3 separate regions of the Mus musculus genome follow, and all the other regions are linked to region 2. The links are chromatin contacts, called in public Hi-C and promoter capture Hi-C maps. All regions are on one chromosome and are shown on one strand. Each heading gives the region's core, a stretch centred on a gene start, on an enhancer-like site or on the middle of the called end of the contact. The rest is flanking DNA. Distances are from core to core; before and after follow the strand shown.

Region 1 (3,409 bases), core at 137-2,636, 2.6 Mb before region 2:
GCTCTGGCTTTCCTGGAACTCGCATTGAATTGAGACCAGGCTGGCCTCGAACTCAGAGCTCCATTAGTCTCTGCCTCTAGAGTGCTAAGAAGATGTGCCATCACTGCCTGGCTTGGAACAGTGACTTTTAACTCAGGAAATTGACCACAGAGCCCCAGTTTTTAAAACCACAAATCAGTTTAGTGACAGGCTGAGATTCAGAAAGATTTAAGAATAATGCAAGAAATGGGTGTGAAACAGAAAAGCAGTATCCAGTAATCAGAGACCAATGGAGGCTGCCCTCAGTGGTGAGGGTTAATGAGGACCAGACTAGAACAGGAGTTTTGTTTTTGTTCTTAACGATTTATTTCTTTTCATTTTCTGTGCATTGGTGTTTTGCTTGCATGTATGTGTGAGGGTGTTGGATCCTCTAGAACTGGATCTACACAGTTATGAGCTGCCATGTGGGTGCTGGAAATTGAGGCTGGGTCCTCTGGTAGTGCAGCCAGGGCTTATAACGGCTGAGCCAGCTTTTCCAGCCCTAGAATAGGTTTGTGAGGCTGGGGTGCGACTGAGAAATATTTGGGTGCACAGTTTCCCCTGAACGTGGTTTAATTTTAGACGTGGCCTTCCAAGAGCAGTAAAACAGACCCTTCTTCTAGTTTGGGTCTTGATTGCACAGCACACAGTGGTCCTGGGAATAAAGAGAGGCACGGATTACCCGGGTACCCCGATTAAACGAGGAAATGACTCAAAGGGCAGTGCTTTTCTACCTCTGGGAACAGCATCACTGAAAGTGTGAGCGTTTCCCCCTGGAGACCCCCTCCACTCCAGGCCCATCCAGGGAAAGCGCTGAGTCATCCCCCGTAGGCCGGCCAGGGTGGGGCGGGGCTCAGCCAGGTCCCCCTCTTCCCGCACCCCCGGCCCGTGAGAATCTCGCGAGAACTTTGTAGGCTATAAAAGCAGCTCCCCGCGCGCGCTGTCGGGCGACCTCTTCCTGCGTTCTCACGGCTCTTTCTGTTTGTGAGACCTGTGGCTCGACCCTGGTGAGTGTGCGGGTATCGCCGCTGAGAAACGCGGCTCGCGCCCATCACTGGTTCCTTCTCCCTCTGGCCGGTCCCGGCTCGTCCCGGGCGATCACGGGCTGAAGCGGCAGGGCGAGGCCTGGTCCCGCGAGTGCTGGAGCTCTACTCGCATTCTTCACGTGGCGCTTAGTTCCCGGACCTGTTGGAACCCTGAGGCTAACGTTCAGTTTCCTCCTCTCCCGCTCACCGATAGAGGGCGGAGATGGCTTGGTGGGACGAGTTTGTGCTGGAACTTACCGCGCGCACTGGGCTGTGTCGTTGTGTTTTCTGATGTGCTATAGTGGGTGATGGCGTGAGTGGTAGGAACGTAACCTCCAGCGAGCTTGGGGCGTGACCTTCTCCGGCGTTCTAGTCCGATTCCTACGGAGACTTCTCAGCGGCCGGAAGTCGCTTTTCCGGGATTGGTTGAGTTTGGAAATGCTGGGCCACGTTGCAAAGCAAGTTTGATTAAAAGATGGTTTATGTTAGGGGGCACACCAGATAGGTAGTTGCTATGCTGCAGGTGCAGCATGTCCCTGAAAAAAAACAGTTAAAAGTTTTTTAAAGTTTGCGATGAAAGATGCTTTTTTTCTTGGCGTTTCTTTTGGTTATTGGTATTATGAACCAAGAAATTTGGAACTTGGATTCCAACTTGCACTCATACTGAGAGGCGTAAATTTTCTTTTAGATTGTGGGTTTTTTTTTAATGTGTATGTCTACCTGTGTGGTAAACACCCCCCCCCCCCCGAGCTAGTTACAGGTGGTTGTGAACCCATCCTAAGTGGGTGGAGGAATCTGAACCAGGACTTTTCCGGAAAGGAGCAGTGTAGGCTCTTAAATTGTTGCGCCATCGCTGAAGCTCCTAATGTTGTACATCTTAACAATTTATTTGTCTTGGTGTTGACCTGGGTCGATAGTGCAGAAATCGGTTTCTTAGCAGTACATTGACTCTTTTTGTATTTTTCTTAGAGTATCTTGGAAATAGGTTGGCCTCTAATTTGGCTAGCCTTGAACTCCTGAATCTTAAGCTTCTACTTCCCAAGTGTTGAGATTACACATCCCAAGTTTTTTTCTTTTAAACATTTGTGTGTGTGAACCTTGTAGAAGTCGGCTTTCCATCCTTATGGGCATTCTGGAGATGGAACTACGGTCATCAGATAGCAATTACCTTAACCTGCGTAACCTCCCTCATACAGAAATTGAGACAAGTGTTCCCTCGGTTCAGTATCCTCCTCCCTCAGCATGCAGAGTGCTGGGATGATGCTCCACTGTCCCTGGGTTAAACCTAAAGAACGTTTTAAGACACGGTTACTAAATCTAGGTTGGCCTCAAACAAGTTATGCAGAGAAAACTTAAGCTTAAACAGAACACCTAAAGATCTGAAGCAATAAATGCCAGTGTCCTGGCATTGATGTGCTTGGGATTTTTGTGTCTGTTCCATTTCCTTCCCGTTTCTCCCTAATGAATATGCAGAATAAAATGCCATTGCAAAAACTGGCTTAGAAAGGGTGGGAGAGCTGACCTATTTAGACACACTGTGGAGCTGTTAGCAAGTGAAAACAAAGGCTGATTTTTCAGTCTCAATTTTACCCTGGAGTTGGAGCTTTGGGTTGGGACCCTTAACTGTGAGCCTGTGTTCTGATTGAGCTACAGTTAAGTTCCTAGGTAGGTGAAAGCTGTTGCTTATTTAGAAGAATAGGGTTTACTTTTTTTTGTTGTCTTTTCCAGCTGATAGCAAGATGTCTTCAGGAAATGCAAAAATTGGGTATCCTGCTCCCAACTTCAAAGCTACAGCTGTTATGCCAGATGGACAATTCAAAGATATCAGCCTAAGTGAATACAAAGGTAAGATTAAAGAGGCCACTTCACATGTCTTTAGGTTGAAGTGAAGTCAAGGTTAGGACAGTGATAACAAGGGTAGATATCCTAGGTATGAGTCATTTCTAGAGAAAGTATGCTTTATTATACCTTAACATTTATCTGATTACCTTTTTTAGTGGCATTTATTTATTGGGGGAATTCTTTTTTTTTTTTTTTTAAGTTTTATTTATTTATTATATATAAGTACACTGTAGCTGTCTTCAGACACTCCAGAAGAGGGAGTCAGATCTCGTTACGGATGTAGTTGCTTGCTGGGATTTGAACTCTGGACCTTTGGAAGAGCAGTCGGTGCTCTTAAGGGCTGAGCCATCTCTCTAGCCCTTTCCCTTTTCTTTTTTCACTGTAATTAAAAAAGTTTTCTTTAAGATAGGATCTTTATGTAGTTCTGGCTGTCCTGAAGCTCACTATGTAGATCAGGCTGGCCTTGAACTCAAAGACATCCTCCTGCCTCTACCTCCCTAGTGCTAAGATTAAAGCTTGCACAA
Region 2 (3,486 bases), core at 266-2,765:
CTTACCACCGCCGTCTACAAACCCTTCTCTGGATCTATGAAGGTATAGTTTACAACTCTAAGCCAAATACAACGAAGGCTAAGTTCCCAAGGACTTATGGCCACTCCAGCAAGCTATAACAAAAATTGATTTGATCAGCATGATTCCCTGACAAGGAAGTAAGAGAAATAAAAAATGAGGAAGAACCATTTCCTTTCAGATACGTTACTCGTCGTTTGGACAAATAAGAAGAGCCCTCTTTGGCTACAGAAGGTCTATAGGAAAAATGTGCTCGAGGTACTAAATGGACTGAATATTCGAGTAGTCTAAACAAAGGCAACATAACCTTACAGTACAGATAACATCTCAGGCAACTGACATGTCAAATCCCGTTCCCCGAGAGGTTAACAAGGTGAAAGATCACCTGTATGTTAATTAGCGGGTCACATTCTTACATAGCAATTTCAAAGCAGAAAGGGATGTCAAGGTTAAAAGCGTGCTTAGCCTGGAGTTGCCTCAGTTTGATGCAAGGTAACTGTTAAGGCATGGCTCATGCGACGCGCCTGCCTTGACCTGCTTTGTGCCAAAGCTTTTTGAGGCTAGCTCAAGATCGGTACTTAACAGCAACACAAAGCGAGTCTACAGACCCGCTAATCCCGTCACCCAAGGAAGAAACACAGGGTCCCAATCCCCCACCCTGTCATGCCCGCGGTGGCTCTGGCCCATGCAGGAGGCGGACGCGAGCTTTCCACCCCGGCATCTCACCTGTTGATGAAACCGTATCCGTTCCTTACATTGAACCATTTGACTGTTCCCAAAACCTTCGTTGCTGGAAAACAAAGCACAACAACGTCCAATCACCGGCTGGCCCTGGAAGTCGGTCCAGGATCTAGCCGCAGGCCCGGGCCGCCGCCCTCGCCGCACACGTGGGTGCGCCGGGTAGCGCGGGTCCGAGGTGGGTGTGCGCCCGGGAGGCGAGCACGTGAGGGCCGGGGAAGCAGCCCGCGCTCCTCCGGCTGCGTAGGCGGCGGGGCGGGGACCCCAGCACGAGGCCCCGGGGCGGGTGGGCGCGGGGGAGGGGCGGCGGCGGCCGGAGCAGCGGCGGGATCCCGGTGTGCGCGCGCCGCGGGCCTCGGGGGGGAGGGGCGGCCGCGTAGTCCGTGGCTCGGGCCGCGTCGCCTAACGGTCCGGCCCGCGGCCCCATCCCCGGTCCCTTCTGGCGCTCACCGATGACCTTCTTGTCCCCGCCGGCGGGCGCCGCCGATGTGAGGCCACCCGGGCCGCCACTACCCGCGCCGCTGCCCGTGGAGCCGGGCTTGGTGTCGGCGGCGCTGAGGGCGGCGGCGGGGGCGGCGGGCGGCTGCTGGGTCTCGGCCTCGCTGCTCATGGTTGCGGTGATGGTGACTGGGGCCGGCGGCGACGGCTGCGGCTCCTCCCGGGTGTGATGGTGACTAGGCCGGCGGCGGCGGTGGGGCTCTCAGGGCTCTCTGGGGTCCGCTCTCCGCTCCCGCTACCGATCGAACTAGCGAGAATGGCGGGACGGGCGGGATAAGCCCCGCGATAGACCCGCCCTCGTCCTCCCCCATTGGTCCGCATCGTTGTCCATCTCACCACCTGACCGGGTCTCTAGCGCCTATTGGCTCACGCTCCGCGGCTCCTGCGCTCTCATTGGTATCTTTAGCGACTAATTCGCCCGACCCACAGCTTCTCAGGCCTCCGCCGCCATAGAGACCGGAACTAGAATGAGAGCCTCGGCCGTGAGCACCATAGAGTACCGGGAGGACGCGCAGAGGGAACGTTCCCAGATGGGGCTGCGCTCGTCGCGCACGTGGGCCGCGATCGCCGGGCCTACTCCGGCCTCCTAGAAGGGGCTCCTTCCCACGGCTGGGTGAACGCCGGGGCCTCCTTAATGGGTCAGGCTTTTGGTGATCCAGTCACCTTGGAGGGACCACGCAGGCGCTGGAGCTGCCACGACTCAGCGTGTTCAGGGCGGGGGTGATCGTTTCCCCCGGCGTCCGAGGAAATGTATTTCATACTGGCCACAAATCAGATTTAATTTCGCCTCACATTTATTGGATGTTAGGGTTTTTGACTTTATAAACTAAGCACTGTAGACAAGGATTGCTATCCTTGTTTTTATACACTGTAAAACACACGCTGCCTTCTTTCTGAAGCCCTCCGCCTACCTTCATTCATTCTTTATTACGCATCTACTATTGACTGGGGATTGAAGTAGTTTGCCAGTTAGTTTCTGCTTTCTGATGGTGGAATTTTAAACGCCCACCACTTCTTGGTTGGGTGAGCACAGCGTTTGGGGAGTGGGAGCAGGAAGAGTTGGGTGGTGACATTTCAGGCAAAGGTAGGTTTGTGCAAAGGCCTAGAAAAGATAGGGTCTCACGGAGACTGCAAATAAAGGAAACCAATCGAAGTAGGAATCAGAGGTGGGCAGAGGTGTTTTTAACCTGAGATTCTTCCCCTGATCACCGGTGAGCAGTGTAGCTTTCGCGGTGTAAGTAAGGAGTAGCATCGTTAAAGAAAGAAAAGGCTGCTGCTTGGAGAAGGGGCTGCAGAGAGAGAAGGGATGGGAGTGGGGGAAACAAGAGGACCTGAGATGGCTCTGTGTGTAAAGGCACTTGGCCAAACCTGAGTTCTTGCCTTCAGCTCCACATAATGGAAAGAGAAAGATAGCCTCTTCCTGTAAGCTGTAGCTTGACCTCCCCACGAGCACTGTGGCATACTCCTAGCTCCCAGTAAATAAAAGCATGAACTAGAAATACAAAAAGAACGCTAAATCCGACGGGCTGTGGTGGCGCTCGCCTTTAATTCCAGCACTTGGCAGGCAGAGGCAGGCGGATTTCTGAGTTCGAGGCCAGGCTAGTCTGCAAAGTGAGTTCAGGGACAGCCAGGAGAAACCCTGTCTCATTCCCCCCCCCACCACCACCACCACCACCAAGACCAGGGCTGGAGAGATGGCTCTGTGGAGATGGCTCTGTGGCTCTGTGGTTAGATCACTTGCAGTCCTGATGTTAAGACTGGAGTTTAGATACCCAGAATAAATGCTGAGTGGGCATGGCAGCCCTCTCTTGGGATTTCAGCCTGGATCCCCAGAACAAGCTCGCCTGCAATACTACTATCATCCAGCCTTGGGTTTGATTGAGAGACTGCCTCCATGAATAAGGTGGAATAGCAAAGGGAAACAATTCTGGACATCAGCCTTGGGCGTCCACACACACGCACACACACACATGAATGTGCGTGTGCACACCATATACAAGAAATGTGGAAAGAAAAAAAATTTTTTTTCCGAGACAGGGTTTCTCTGTGCAGCCCTGGCTGTCCTGGAACTCAGTCTGTAGACCAGGCTGGCCTTAAACTCAGAAATCCGCCTGCCTCTGCCTCCCAAGTGCTGGGATGAAAGGCCTGCGCCACCATGCCCAGCTGAAAGGAATAAACGTTAACTGCTGTGGAGAGATAGTAGCAATTCTGTCCAATCTGTCTTTGCTGCTT
Region 3 (3,360 bases), core at 657-3,156, 2.7 Mb before region 2:
AAAAAAGCTCTTTAAAAAATATCACTTTGAAATTAAAAGGAGCACTACTTACCAGTCATGGTGAGCCCCGAGAAGCATGCAGGGACTGAGCTCCTGCTGGTCTTTACTCCTTTTGTCTTCAGTAAGAATGCTTTTCCTTCAGCTGCCTACATGGCCATTCTTCTTTTCTAACCTCCTATTTATGTTATATAATCCTGTCTATTATTTTCTGGTAGGATTTATTCTTATTTTCATGTGTGTGGGTACCCTCAGTGGAAGCTTCAAGTCCTTTAATGATGAATTAGCAGTGGTTGTGAGCCACCCAACATGGGTGCTGGGGTCAAACTAGAGCCCTGGTCCTCTCTATTTTTTTATTTTATTTATTTATTTATTGGTTTTTCGAGACAGGGTTTCTCTGTAGCTTATTTATTGGTTTTTCGAGACAGGGTTTCTCTGTGTAGCTCTGGCTCTCCTGGAACTCACTTTGTAGACCAGGCTGGCCTCGAACTCAGAAATCCGCCTGCCTCCCGAATGCTGGGGTTAAAGGCATGTGCCACCATGCCCGGCTTCTCTCTATTCTTGATATTCCCTATTCTCTTTCCCTGATGTATAGTACTCCATAGCAGTTATTATTTGACATAGTAAATATTTTACTTATTTATAATTTGCCCATTGTTTTCCTTCCTCACTTGAATACATATTTCTATATCTGCCATAGCCAAACAGTTATTGACAAATAGTGCTCAACTAACCTTTGAAGATGCTCCAGAAACTTTCTGGATGAAGTGTAGCATTCTGGTTTCTGCTCAGGGTTTTGTCCAGGGAAAATGCAATTCCGATTCATATATTTTTATAGTTGAGGGGGATGGCTGAATTTGAAGCAACGCCCTATACATAAAACAAGATATCGCTTAATTGTATACATTTTATACATTTATAAGAAGTCGTTGCTGGGCAGTGGTAGTGCACGCCTTTAATCCCAGCACTTAGCATTGGGAGGCAGAGGCAGGCGGATCTCTGAGTTCAAGGCCAGCCTGGTCTACAGAGTGAGTTCCAGGACAGCCAGGGTTATACAGAGAAACCCTGTCTCAAAAAAAACCCAAAACAACAACAACAACAACAAAAAGTCAAGAAAATCTCTTCGATGAAACATAATTTATTTTGATTTATTTATGTATTTATTTGCCAAAGTGTCACATATTAAGGAAATACGTTTTGTGCTGTTTTTGTTTTCTGAAGAATAATTTTAGTTTTGGCTGTTTGGTTTAATAAAAAGAGCAATGTGAAACTGAACATTTGGATTTAGCAAACATCTCTACCACTTCTTAGGCACCAGTGCCTCATCTTTAAAACTGACAGTTATACCTTTTGTTCCCAATAATCATATATTCTCTTTAGTTATTGTGTACTCGGGGCTGTGGAATTTTTACACTATAAATGAGAGCAGCCACAAATATCGCTTTGTTGTGAATCAAGCAATGTAATTAAATGTTTTCCATATATTCTCCACCTTTTGGAATTCAGTAACCAGTGGAGCACGTGTTTTCTAATTTTGGAGGATTATAATCAGGCTGAAGCCCTGAGACAGAAGCTGATGTGGAGATTAAAAAACTAAAAGCCGTGGCCAACTCGCTCATTCCACGAAAAAAAAAAATGACCAAATGTTTTCATTTCGCCAACGCAACTACCACAAACTGGAAGCTCCTAGCTGACATTTTAGCGACACGAGCGGAATTTAGACACAAAAGGTCCTTAAGACGCGTGGGGTAACTATACATCTATATACCAATACCAATCCTTAGTGACCCCACCACCACCTCCTTCCCAAAGTGTACCCTTGACAACCCTGAAACGTACTTGCCACCATCACACGGCGCAAAAGTTGAACAAATTCAACCAGAAACACCGAAACAACACTTCCGGCAACTGGAATCACACAGCCCCCCCACTTCCTGAGTGCAGGAAAATGGGTCCGGATGGGAATTAACGGTAGCAAGTTCCGACTCTTCTCTTTCCGTTTTTGAATGCTTCCCTCCCTCAGTTATTTTACATTATTTTTAATGTGGATGTTCATGCATGTGCCCACTCAGGCGAGAGGCTTGGATTCCCCACAGTATAGGTGCTGGGAGCTGATCTGAGGTTCTCTGTAAGAGCAGTAAGTGCCTTTAACCACAGAGCTGAGGGCTAGTCTAAAATATTCTAATTGAAGTCAGCTTTCAGATACCTTACAAGTCTCTGTTATGGGATCTCTAACCAGTTTAACACACACACACACATATTCAGGAAGTAGAGTACAATTTCTGAAATAACCCCCAGTAACAGTAGTGGAAGAAGCTAGGAGGAGACTTGGAGTTGGCTGATTTGGCCTACGGAATTATTTTATTTTTTTAAAGGCAGGATTGCCTGGAACGCTTAACTTGCAAAACAACGTTGTTGAGTCGACTGGACACATCTTCCTCCGCATTTGAGTCCTTTATTACTACCACTGGGCGAGAAAGAGGTGTTGATTTTGTTTTTACCTTATTCTCTATTACCTAGAAATTACATTGAGGAATACAGAAGACTGGGGCCCAACATTCAGAATTCTATGAATCAAAGTGTGGCGTTAGGGGCATTGAGCTTGAAGGTCATCCAGGAAGTAACATTGTTGAATTTATCCTCTGTGTGATTTATTCTAAGTCTCCTCTCCCACCCCCAACCTGCCATCTGTCGACCAAAAGGAACAGCTACCAAGTACTTCGAGCGTTCTTGGCTCCTTGTGTAAAAAGCTGAAGACAAAAAGGAGAGTTCATTTACGTAGGGACTCCTTTTTGACTACTTCCTCCATTCTAAGCAGTAAAACTAACTTCCTGAAACATTCGTTTTTAGTGAGACGCTGTCCGCCAGTTTTATTACCTTCTCTGGCAAGGTTGTACGGTCCCTTCCTGTCGTGCAATAGCCAAGAGAGTGCTTATAGACTCTTTTGGGGGTTTATTAGCAAAGACTGGGCTGGAGCAGATTTCAACCCTCCATTCTGGCGGCTCCGTGACGCCTGCAATGCCCATGAACTACAACTCCCGGCAGGTAGTGCGCCCACACCGCCGCGCATGCTCTAGTCCGGAGGGGCGGGAGTATGTGTGTGTCTATGGCTTGCCTAGGACTGTAGTTTCCACGGCGCGCGCCTGTGAATGGAGGGGCAAAGGTGTACAGGGCTCGGAAAACACACTCTTCCGCTACTTGTTTGACAATTCTAGTAGTTGGCGAAGCATCTGGTTCACAATCGAGGTGTGAGAAGGTGAAGAAAGAATGGGTGGGGGAAGAACTGGTACAAATATATCCTCCCATATTCACGTGCTCCCAGGCCGGAGGACCCGGCTGGGAGCTTTAAAGGGGCGTGCTGAA

Evidence for each region. A called contact is a pair of places that touch in the nucleus more often than the background predicts. Capture Hi-C pulls out chosen DNA fragments and counts their contacts.
Region 1: a contact with region 2 is called in a Hi-C map of B cells, with 7 read pairs. The contact joins the promoter of AV051173 here to the promoter of Ybx1 in region 2. A contact is called at or near these places in 1 of 39 promoter capture datasets (neutrophils) and 1 of 484 Hi-C or Micro-C datasets (B cells).
Region 3: a contact with region 2 is called in a promoter capture Hi-C map of liver, with 2.5 times the contacts expected there. The contact joins the promoter of Tmem69 here to the promoter of Ybx1 in region 2. A contact is called at or near these places in 2 of 39 promoter capture datasets (hippocampal neurons and maxillary cranial neural crest) and 1 of 9 other capture datasets (liver).

Annotation. Positions count from the first base shown.
Region 1 is chr4:116,684,636-116,688,044 of GRCm38.p6, forward strand. AV051173 (expressed sequence AV051173) reads right to left here and starts at 1,387. Exons shown (of 3, transcript NR_040442.1): 1 at 1,302-1,387; 2 at 1,010-1,203; 3 at 327-673. Prdx1 (peroxiredoxin 1) reads left to right here and starts at 964. Exons shown (of 6, transcript NM_011034.4): 1 at 964-1,025; 2 at 2,772-2,888. The coding sequence starts at 2,783.
Region 2 is chr4:119,292,998-119,296,483 of GRCm38.p6, forward strand. It overlaps Ybx1 (Y box protein 1), which reads right to left and starts at 1,516. Exons shown (of 8, transcript NM_011732.2): 1 at 1,207-1,516; 2 at 745-808. The coding sequence starts at 1,366.
Region 3 is chr4:116,554,037-116,557,396 of GRCm38.p6, forward strand. Tmem69 (transmembrane protein 69) reads right to left here and starts at 1,907. Exons shown (of 3, transcript NM_177670.4): 1 at 1,837-1,907; 2 at 732-867. The coding sequence starts at 773. It also overlaps a transcript of Gpbp1l1 not described here.